Regions from separate parts of the Mus musculus genome. Here region 2 is linked to region 1. A link is a contact called in public HiChIP or PLAC-seq data. All regions are on one chromosome and are shown on one strand. The core of a region is the stretch at or near the end of the contact, and the rest is flanking DNA. Distances in the headings are between cores, read along the strand shown. Region 1 holds the start of Nfx1 (nuclear transcription factor, X-box binding 1). Region 2 holds the start of Aqp7 (aquaporin 7).

Evidence for each region. HiChIP or PLAC-seq counts read pairs in DNA pulled down with a chosen protein or histone mark.
Region 2: a contact with region 1 is called in an H3K4me3 HiChIP or PLAC-seq map of embryonic stem cells, with 23 read pairs. The contact joins the promoter of Aqp7 here to the promoter of Nfx1 in region 1. A contact is called at or near these places in 1 of 39 promoter capture datasets (macrophages), 4 of 115 datasets of contacts at active chromatin or transcription factors (the SCID.adh cell line and embryonic stem cells) and 2 of 9 other capture datasets (adipose tissue and pancreatic islet).

Annotation. Positions count from the first base shown.
Region 1 is chr4:40,969,204-40,974,339 of GRCm38.p6, forward strand. It overlaps Nfx1 (nuclear transcription factor, X-box binding 1), which reads left to right and starts at 1,740. Exons shown (of 24, transcript NM_023739.3): 1 at 1,740-1,856. The coding sequence starts at 1,832. Gm52692 (a long non-coding RNA gene) reads right to left here and starts at 956. Exons shown (of 2, transcript XR_003955193.1): 1 at 399-956.
Region 2 is chr4:41,046,260-41,051,124 of GRCm38.p6, forward strand. Aqp7 (aquaporin 7) reads right to left here and starts at 1,877. Exons shown (of 8, transcript NM_007473.4): 1 at 1,614-1,877; 2 at 125-263. Gm25637 (a small nuclear RNA gene) reads left to right here and starts at 3,961; the gene lies at 3,961-4,067.

The DNA of each region.
Region 1 (5,136 bases), core at 490-2,989:
TAAAAGGAGAGAACCAACTTTCCCAAGTTGTGTGATGACCATGGAGGTGTCTGCTGCTGAGAACTAAGCCAGGGCTCTGTTCCATCAGGAACTTCTGGTCAGAGATAATGATCATTTGGGTTTTTAGGCTGGTTAACTTTGGCGTTAATGATAAATTGCTATCTTCATTTGACTTTGTTAAACATTATACATTGGCCTTTGCTGTGCTCCGAGGTTCTGGAGTACGATGTCATTTGAAAATAAGTAGTGTGTAGCCTACTAAATTCCAAAGATGCCAATTGACTCTGCAACTTGCCCACAAACGTCTGTTCTCTCCCCTCCACTCCCTCCTCTTGTCTCTCTCATCATCATCATCTCACTACTGCAGGTAGTACAAATACAACGGTTTCGTGTCTCACCTTTCTGAGGCCGATTTTCAAATATAATTCCTGAAGGATTCCTAAATGTGCTCGGTTAGGGGCAGGCTAAGCCACCCAGTCGAAGGCTTCTTAGTCTGTAGATATTAGAAAGAAGTGCAGAAGCCCTGTAACCAAAATGGTCACATCGTGGAGAATGTTTGAGACAGTGTTGTACTGTTGCTCTGGCTAGCCTGGAACTCACTATGTAGATCAGACTAGCCTCAGACTCACAGAGAACTACTGTCTCTGCTGCCAGAGTGCTGGAATTAAAGTCTAAGTCACCACACCTCACCTTGGAAGATTATATTTTACTATAAAAGAGGCTGAGACAGAGAAGATCCTACTGCAAGGCCCGTGCCAAGGTACAACCTTGAGAAATTACGTCATGCAAACAAGACCTGAAGTAAAAGTGGTTTATTGGGAGAAGAGGAGTGAGGGCCTAGGAAAGGAATAGAGGCAGACAAGTAGGCATGGAGCCAGTCAGACAGACAGGAGCAAAGCCATGGGGCAGAGAGAAGGGGACCGGACGCTGACAATAGACAGCTGCTGGGTGGCGGGGGGGGGGAGGGGGGGGACGCTTGGGGGCGTCTCTTTAGACGCAGCACACACCTATCACACACGGTGGAGGCAGGTCTAAGTGGTTGCTAGGGTCCTGGGGGCAGGCCAGCAGAATGCCTGAATACCAACAGGGGCTACATCAGGACACCCTTTCCCCACTCTCCCCCCCCCTCCAAAAAAAAAAAAAACACAGTAACTTCAAACTGTCTACCTCAGTTGGTGTTCATTTGTATTTGTTACTTGCCTACCGGTTTGTGGCTCATTTGCTATTAGTCCTTTAGATACTGTGTTTCGTTTTACACAGACAGGGATAGGTAGCCCAGGACCTGGAACTCACTACATCCCACTCCCATCCCACCCCCGATCCAGCCTCCCAGGTCCTGAAGTCGTGGGCTACCTAACCCTTGGCAGGTAACCTTTTATTGTTTTGCAGTCTTTTCCTCCACAATGCCCTTTGATTACTACAGCGCCCCCCCCCCCCTCGTCGCCTGCGTGAGCCGCTCCAGGCCGCCTCTTAGCTGAAGGTCATTTGAAGCCGGGCGGATGGCAGGACTTGACAAAAAGGCGTAGCAGCTGGAGAACCCAGCAGCTCTCGAAAAGCAATTACGCAAGTTGGGGGCAGTAGATCCTGCGGTCCGGGTGGGTCTCCTCCAGCCACTCGTGTCCCCCCCGCAAACCCCGCTTGCACCCGGGCCGGCGCATTTGTCTGACGTCCCAAATGCGCCATTTCACTGTGTGCTCAGGTAGCACCACCCCCTTGGCTGTCCCCGGGCGCGTAGGAGCGACTAGTCTCTCGGCGCCGGAAATCCGGGACACGTGACCAGGTGACAGCCTTCGCTCGGTGGCGGGGCTCGCTTGAGGTGCTGCGGCACGGGATGGCGGAGGCGCCTCCGGTCTCAGGTACTGTCCCGTTTCCCGCGCGGGACCCCTAGGGTCTAGCAGTCTAGTCCGAAGGGTGCGGGCCATTGCGGTGGCAAGTGGGGTGCGTGCTGCGCGGGGACAGTGGCTCGCGAGGGCCAAGCCACGCGCGCTGCACGTACGGAACCCTCCTCCATCTTCCACGGGATGGGGAGGCTCGGCCCCTGGGTTTCCGAGGAGAGCGGGCGGGTCCCGGCGCCAAGGGAGCGGACGTGGGCCTCTGGCGCCCCCCGCGGGGCTCCTTCCGGCCTTCCCGAGGCCGCGCGGAGCAGAGTCCGGCGGGCGGGCGGGCGGGCGGACGGCCGGCCGGCCGGGCGTAGGCGACTCTCCGTAGCGGGCCCTGGAGGCCAGCGAGTTTGCGCGCTGTGCTAGGGGTGTGTTCTTTACCTCTCGGAGTGGCGGGTTCCGCGCGCGCGGGCCAGCCAGCCAGCGGGCCCAGTCCTGAGGGGGTGTGAAATCCCATATTGAGGTGCGTGACGTGATCCAGTCTCAGTTACCTCATCTGTCAGCCTGGAGTAGTAAGCTAATTCCCAGACCCTCCCTGTTCTCTCCCTGATTGTTGGCTCACTCTCCCTCCTGGAGCTACCCCTGTGGTAGAGACAGCCTCATTTGACTGTTCGTATAAGCTATTTCCATTTTCTTCAAGGTGTATTGGTCAATCCGGGCTTTCAAATTTTGTGGACAGCAAAAAAAAAAAAAAAAAAAAAAAAAAAAAAAAGGAACGTTTTGCATGGGGTATTAGTACACATTTACCTAAATGTAAATGTGAACCGAGAAGCTGGGGCGCTAGTTCAAGTGTTTAAGAACAGTAGCTCCTCAACAGAGCAGTCACGTTCGCTTGCACAACCACCTGGAAAGCTGTGCGATCTGACGCCCTCTTCTGGCCACGGAGGGCATCAGCAAACACGTGGCATATATCCCGTCCCTGTCCCCCCAAAGCACCCTTGCTAAAACAGGAACACAAGATTAAAAGAAAAGTTTTTTTGTTTTTAAAGTAAACCAAATGTTTCAGTGCTATCAGACATGGTAGCGCACATCTTTAATCCCAGCCCTCGGGAGGGCGAAACAGGAGGATCTTTCGAGTTGGAGTCCAGCCTGGTTTACATAGTTGCAGACCATCCAGGGTTACATAGTGAGATCCTGTCTGGGAAGATGGGGTTGGAGGCCGAGAAGCAGAGGTTTCTTTTACTCTCAACAACATACTCTTAACATTACTATTAAGAAGAAGACCACGATGACGACTTGTCACAACCCACTGTGTAGATTTGACATAATGGCCTGCTCTTCCTGAAAATCACAGCAATGTCCAACATTGGCTTGAATTACAATTGCACTTCTGACAGATTGATGGGCCACTATTAGGATGTGCCTGTACAGGTCATGTTCTTTTCCCTGTCTCAGTTTAAAGAGTGCAAGAACACATTGCATTGGTGTGCCCCAGTCTTGACTTGAATGTAAAAATCTTCTTGGAGAGTGGAGAACTTAGGCAGATACGTTGTCACTCCCCTCCAGGCCTTCACTGGCCCTCTAAACCGAATCTGTTCGTTTTCTCCTCCTCGCCCTGACTTATTTCCACACCCTTGGACATTTGAAGCAGAGCTGAGTGAGGGCTAGCTGTGACTCGGAGTTTTAGCCTCTGGGACTGCGCTCTAGGTTACCACCGACACGCCCCAAAGCATGTGCTGAGTCCCTGTGTTCAAGAAATCCCTGCCTCCTTGGTCTATAGTCTTTGTTCTTACTTTAACATCATTTCTAGCTCATCCACTTCCAAAAGTGGTTCTCAACCTTCCTAATGCTGCAGCCCTTTAATACAGTTCCTCAGGTTGTGGTGACCCCAACCATAAAATTGTTTTGTTGTTGCCTCATAACTAGTTTTGCTGCTGTTATGAATCATAATGTAAATATCTGTATTTTCCAGTGGTCTTATGTGACCCCTGTGAAAGGGTTGTTCTATGCTCCCAAAGACCTCACAACCCACAGGCTGTGATCCATTGCCCTAAGTAAGGTCTTTAAACTGATCCAGGATGAAAATTTCCCCCTTATTTTCAGGCTTTCTAGCGCCAACTGGTTGGATTACTCTCTCATTGCTGTGTTTTGTTGGGTATCTGGTACCCCTTACTTGTATTATAATGATACCTTGGCTAGAGGACATCTCACTAATGGAGGAACTACTACTTAAAATACTGAAATGTGTCTCACTTAGGCCATGGGACAGCTTCCTGATTTATGTGTCCCTTTCCTCAAATCTCTTTTAAAGATTTATTTATATTTAAGTACTTGTAGCTGTCTTCAGACACACCAGAAGAGGGCGTCAGATCTCATTATGGATGGTTTTGAGCCACCATGTGGTTGTGGGATTTGAACTCAGGACCTTCGGAAGAGCAGTCAGTGCTCTTAACCATTGAGCCATCTCTCTAGTCCCCTCCTCAAGTCTCTTTATAGATCTTTCTTTTTAAAAAAAAATTTTTTTTTTTTTACACTGTGCATTGTTATACCTGTGTGAGGGTATTGAATCCCATGGAACTGGAGTTAGAGCCATTTGTGAGCTGCCAAATGGGTGCTGGAAATTGACCGTGGCTTCCCTGGAAGGGCAGCCAGTGAGTTCAGCCATCTCTCCAGCCCTCTTGAAGGGTTTCCTGAGGGTTTTGGCTTAGGTCTAGTAAAAGCACAACTATGTATGGCTATTCAATATGAAACGCCCTTTATCAGGCTTTTGGGCAGCTTTACTGACCTTTATCTAGCCCCCTTCTCCATCCTTGCTTCAAGCAGGAGAGAACTGTACAGCACCTCTTGGCACCATTTTACCCATTCCCACTTGTAAGTTTATCTCATCTTCCCAGAATACCTCTGCCACTCTGAGTTTCTCTAATCCTCTTGCCATTTGTGAGGCTCTTCACCCCACCCTCAGAACACTGCCTGTGTGAAAGTGTTTGCCACAAAGCCTGGATTGAGTGTGAGGTTTCTCTATGGCCTTTGTGAACTCACCAGTTCTTCACTATGTTTCTATGGTACTGCTGCCTTGCCTCTGCCAGGGTGCAGTGTGAATATAAGCACCAAGTCACCAGTGCTGCATGCCATTCTACCATATCCTAAGGCAGAATTCGGAGTTGCCTTGGAGTGAGCACCTGTGGCCTTGGGCAAGCTACCCAGTTTTCTCATCAGCAGAGTGAAGGTTAAATGAGCTAATGAAGCTGGAGAGATAGATGCTCAGCTGCTAAGAGCACTGTCTGCTCTTCCAGAGAACTCAATTTTGGTTCTTAGC
Region 2 (4,865 bases), core at 627-3,126, 77 kb after region 1:
AACAGGACAGGTGTGGCTAGGTGGGCCTTGGGGAAAGAGGGGTGGGGAGACACAAAGCCTAGGTATTTAAGGTATTAGTGCCTAGATGAGAGCCATGGCGGAGAGGGAACATTAAGGACGTTACCCTTGACTTCTGGCTGGAGCCGAGGAGAAGGGGACCCCTGTCTGAGCTGAGACCCACAGGAAGACGAGAGAGGCTGGAGGTGCAGTGCGGAGATGGTAATTTTCACCCGGCGTCGAGTTGCTGGTCTTATGAAGTAGGTCTAAAGCCAAGAAGGGAGACATGGCTGAAAGAGCAAGGTTGCCAATGCAGAGGGAGCCGCTGGGTCCAGTGAGAGGGCACAAAGGGCGAGCATCTGTATTCTCGTGGCACTCAGCAATGAGTTGGATAGGCATGCTTGCCTGAGAGGGCAGTGAGGACTACAGAGGTCTAGAAGGGCACTAGGAATGCATCAGCTGCCACTGCACAGGGAGTGGGACCGGAAGTACAGTTGTCTCGGGAAGCCTGACTGAGGGGCCTCTTTGGAAATGAATGGAAAGGCTGAAGGAGTAGCCATGTGGGTAAATATAGGGAGAGAGCTCCGGGAAAAGGGAAGAACTGTTGAGGGAGTCTGAGCATGTGTACAGAAAGCAACTGAGGACAGCGCACGGCTGGAGAGCCGGGAGAGCAAGACTTGGAGCGGAGGCTTGAGGAGGTAAAGAGATCAGGACCCTGACTAGTGCAGACTCTGTCATCACCAAGAGTCAAAGGCGATGGATTTGGGTCAGCTAGTTGCCATTTACACGGGGCAGACAGAGCCTGCTCACCAGCCCTGTATCCTCAATCCAGATCTTCAGAGCGTCCCTTAACCTGATATCGGCCATTGTTTTCTGAGTTTTAGACTCTGTGGTACTGGAGAGGAACCACCTAGGGCTGAGTGAGAGATTCAGAACTTGGAGAGAAGCAATCAGGACAGCGCTATCCCAAACCCAGGCAAGCTGGAGGGAGGAGGGAAGAGGGAGGAAGGTGAGAATGCCTCAAGCAATGTGAAAGTGTCCTACCCCCCCCCTCTACTCATGCTACCCCAGAAACCTGGACCTCAAGACCGGGGCTCCTCAAAAGCCCTCTTGGCCTCCCCAAGTCTGCCATCTACTTAGCTTTGGATAACTAACGTTGTGCTAAAGTTGACTCTCCCACCTCTCTGAAACTTACCCTCTAGTCCATCCTCCTCTTAGACTGCCAGGGTAACTCCTGACAGTTGCCCCCAGACAGGCGCTACCCGATTTTCTCTGGATGAAGCATCAATTTATATCCCTAACCTTAAAGTGCCTGAGGAAGATGCCATCAGCAGACCCATCTCTGACCTGCCTCACTTCTGCCCAGTCTGTTTGCTCTCCTCTCCTCCCTCCACGGTGCAGCCCAATGCACCCTCCCACCCTCTGCTCCACTCAGCAGCTATGATCCTGCCACATCCAAGTGACAGCCAATCTGTCCGTGTCACACGGCCACACAGGGCTGAACCAGGACAGAGAGTCATACTCCAACTCCTGGTGAACTTTCTTTCCCAAACACCCCCTGCTGGGCTTGCCCCAAGGAGGCTCCCCTGTCCCAGACTACCCGCAGCCCCGCTCACTCTCTGAAGTGCTCTGTGTCTTTCAGCCTCCGTCTCACAGCTGGTCTTGATTCCGTTTCTCTATCAGGGAGGCAGACTCAAGCTGCAACTGAACTGTAGCTCTGCGGTCTCCGAGTCCTCACTTGAGCCTGCCTCTGGGCCCTCCCCAGGGTGGCTGTGAGTTCTGTTGTGCTTCTCCAGGGGAGAGGTCAGTAGGGCAGGGGTTTGGCCCATGCCACTTAAGCCAAGTCCATACACACTGCCCAAAATAGCATCTCTGTTCTTACCAGTAGCACCATGGAGACTGAGTTCTGAGGCAGCCCTTGTGAGGTCAGAGGTGGAGTTCCAGGTGTGAATTCTGGGCCTCATAGTCCCAGAGGAAAGGCCAGTACTACATGCCAAGTGTCTGGCTTATCTCTAAGACCAGAGCCAGAGGTAGCCTGCAGAAGGCCACAGAGGTTCCTGAGACCCAGGCTATAGAGAAAGCTGTGTAGATGGAGATGTACATAGAAGTTTCCAGAAAGTAACAGAAAGGTGGAAGAGGTGGAAGGACTGGAAAAACAATTCTGGGTCAGTCCTCAGAGAGCCCTCCACCTGAAGCAGAGGGAGGAGAGTTAGGCCCTCTCCTCAGGGGTCCCCATCTGGGAGAAGAGGAAAAAAGCCAGACCTGGTTTCCTGCGGCCCCCATTCCAGGTCCTGTCTTCTGGACACTGCCTATCTTAGGAAAAGTATGCCCAAGGCTCTATGAGAAAAACCAGGCTAGCCCAGCACGGGGCTGTTGGCTCAAGGCAGCCGTGGGATCTCAACTATGGGGGTGAGGTCAGAGGGAGCTGAAGACCACCTGCAGCCAAATGGTTTGTCTGGGTTCAGGGGCCCGGTGGGGCCAGGAAGAACAGGCAGGCATGCACGTGTCAGCAGGGGCTGCAGTGCCAAAGCATGAGGGTGGGTGCCTGTCATCGAGAGGTGGGTGATAGGCAGGAAGCCCAGGGAGACGCACACAGTACCTCGATGGGAGAAGTTATAAGATGTGGTTGTCCAAAAGCCTTGTATGGGAGTGAGACTGTCTTCTAGAGATCACTGAACAGGGTGTCTGTAGCCTGCACCCATGAGGCAGAGACAAGAGGAATACAAGTTTGAGCATAGCCTGAACTGCCTAGAAAACTCAGGCCATCACTACACAGAAATCCCACCATTGGAAAGCAGGGGAAATGAGGTCAGACTGGTCTACAGAGTGAGTCCCAGGCCAGACAATGCTCTACAGTCAGAGTCTGACTCAGAGACGAGAGTCACATGCCTACAACCGGGAGTTCAAGGTCATTCTCCACTACATAGTAAGTTTAGACTAGACAGCCTGGGCTATGGCTATATGAAACCCCAGCTTTATTTTATTTCAAGGTAGGGTTTTTGTTGGTTTGTTTCTTTGTTTAGTCCTAGCTGTCCCTGGAACTCACTTTGTAAAGAACCCTGGCCTCAAAGTCAGAGGCCAGCCTCTGGAGCTGCCTCTCTGCCTCTGGAGCACTGAGCTTGAAAGGCGTGGCCACCACCCTGCAGAGGCCTGTTCTCACACACACACACACACACACACACACACACACACCCCACACACACACACCTCCATTCAAGTGAAACCACTATTGCTGTCACTAAACAATTTCAGGGAGTCGCCAGTATGGGCAGACTTAAGAAAAGTAGCTTAGGGGCTGGAGAGGTGGCTCAGAGGTTAAGAGCACTGACTGCTCTTCCAGAGGTCCTGAGTTCAAGTCCCAACAACCACATGGTAGCTCACAACCATCTGTAATGAGATCTGATGCCCTCTTCTGGTGTGTCTGAAAACAGCTACAGTGTACTTGTAATAAATAAATAAATAAATAAATAAATAAATAAATATTTAAAAAAGAAAAGTAGCTTAGTTTATAAAAAGTTTGCCCAGTATGAGAGCACCGTATTAAAAGAATGGACGCCGGGCATGGTGGTGCACGCCTTTAATTCCAGCACTTAGGAGGCAGAGGCAAGAGAATTTCTAAGTTCCAGCCTGGTCTACAGAGTGAGTTCCAGGACAGCCAGGGCTACACAGAGAAACCCTGTCTCAAAAAAAGAAGAGAAGAAGAAGAAGAAGAAGAAGAAGAAGAAGAAGAAGAAGAAGAAGAAGAAGAAGAAGAAACCAACAAAAAACTAAAAGAATGGGCAGAGCGGTTCACTGGCTGGGCTATGGTGGTTGCACACCTTTAAGCCCAGCACTTGGGAGGCAGAAGCAGGTGGATCTCTGAGTTTGAGGCCAATCTGGTCCACAAAGTGAGTTTCAGGACAGTCAGAGCTCCACAAAGAAATTCTAATCTTGAAAAAATAAATAAATTTTAAAAAGAAAGAGGTGCTCACTCCCCTTGGCAGCACATATTCCGAAATTGGAACAAACACAGAGAAGTCTAGTGTGGTCCCTGCACAAGGATGACATAAATTTAAGTGTTCCATATTTTGTTGTAAATTTTGTTTTAATTGAGCTTTGGTACAGTTCCTTTTAATGTTCTGGAGACTGGACATGTGTTGGGAAGTAAAACTAACCCAGAACTATGGGGAGGGGGAGGGGAGGGGAGGGGAAGGGGAGGGGAGGGGGAGGGGAGGGGGAGGGGAGAGGGAGGGGAGAGGGAGAGAGAGAGGAGAGAGGAGAGAGGAGAGAGGAGAGAGAAGGAAAAAGGAAAAAGGAAAAGCCAGGATTACACAGAGAAACCCTGTCTCGAAAAAACAAAAAAGAAAAAAAAGAAGAGGAGAGAAGAGATGAGACAAGAGAGAAGAGAAGAGAGAAGAGAAGAGAAGAGAAGAAAGAAAAGAGAAAAGAAAAGAAAAGAAAAGAAAAGAGAAAAGAAAAGAAAGAAAAGAAAAGAAAAGAAAAGAAAAGAAAAGAAAAGAAAAGAAAGAAAAGAAAAAAGAAAGAAAAGAAAAAAGAAAGAAAAGAAAAGAAAAAACAATGGCGCCAGAGCACAGAATAAAGAGGAAACTTTGTCCTCTAGAGGGCGCCAGAGACCGGGCCATGTCTGGAACTTTCCTAGTCGTCCACATCCTTCTGCCAAAACAACCCTTCCAGAGCTCGTGATTGTAGCCAGAGCAGCTAAAGGTTCTGGCTCGCTCCGTAGCAGACACTAAGCGGGTTCAGACTGCTGCATTTCTTCCAGGAAAGGAGAGTTGCACCCTGAAAAAGAGGGACACACCTGTCTTTGTCGCCAGTCAGAGATGAGTTCAAGAGTGAGCTATGGGCCGAGGGATGGTGGTGCTCGCCTT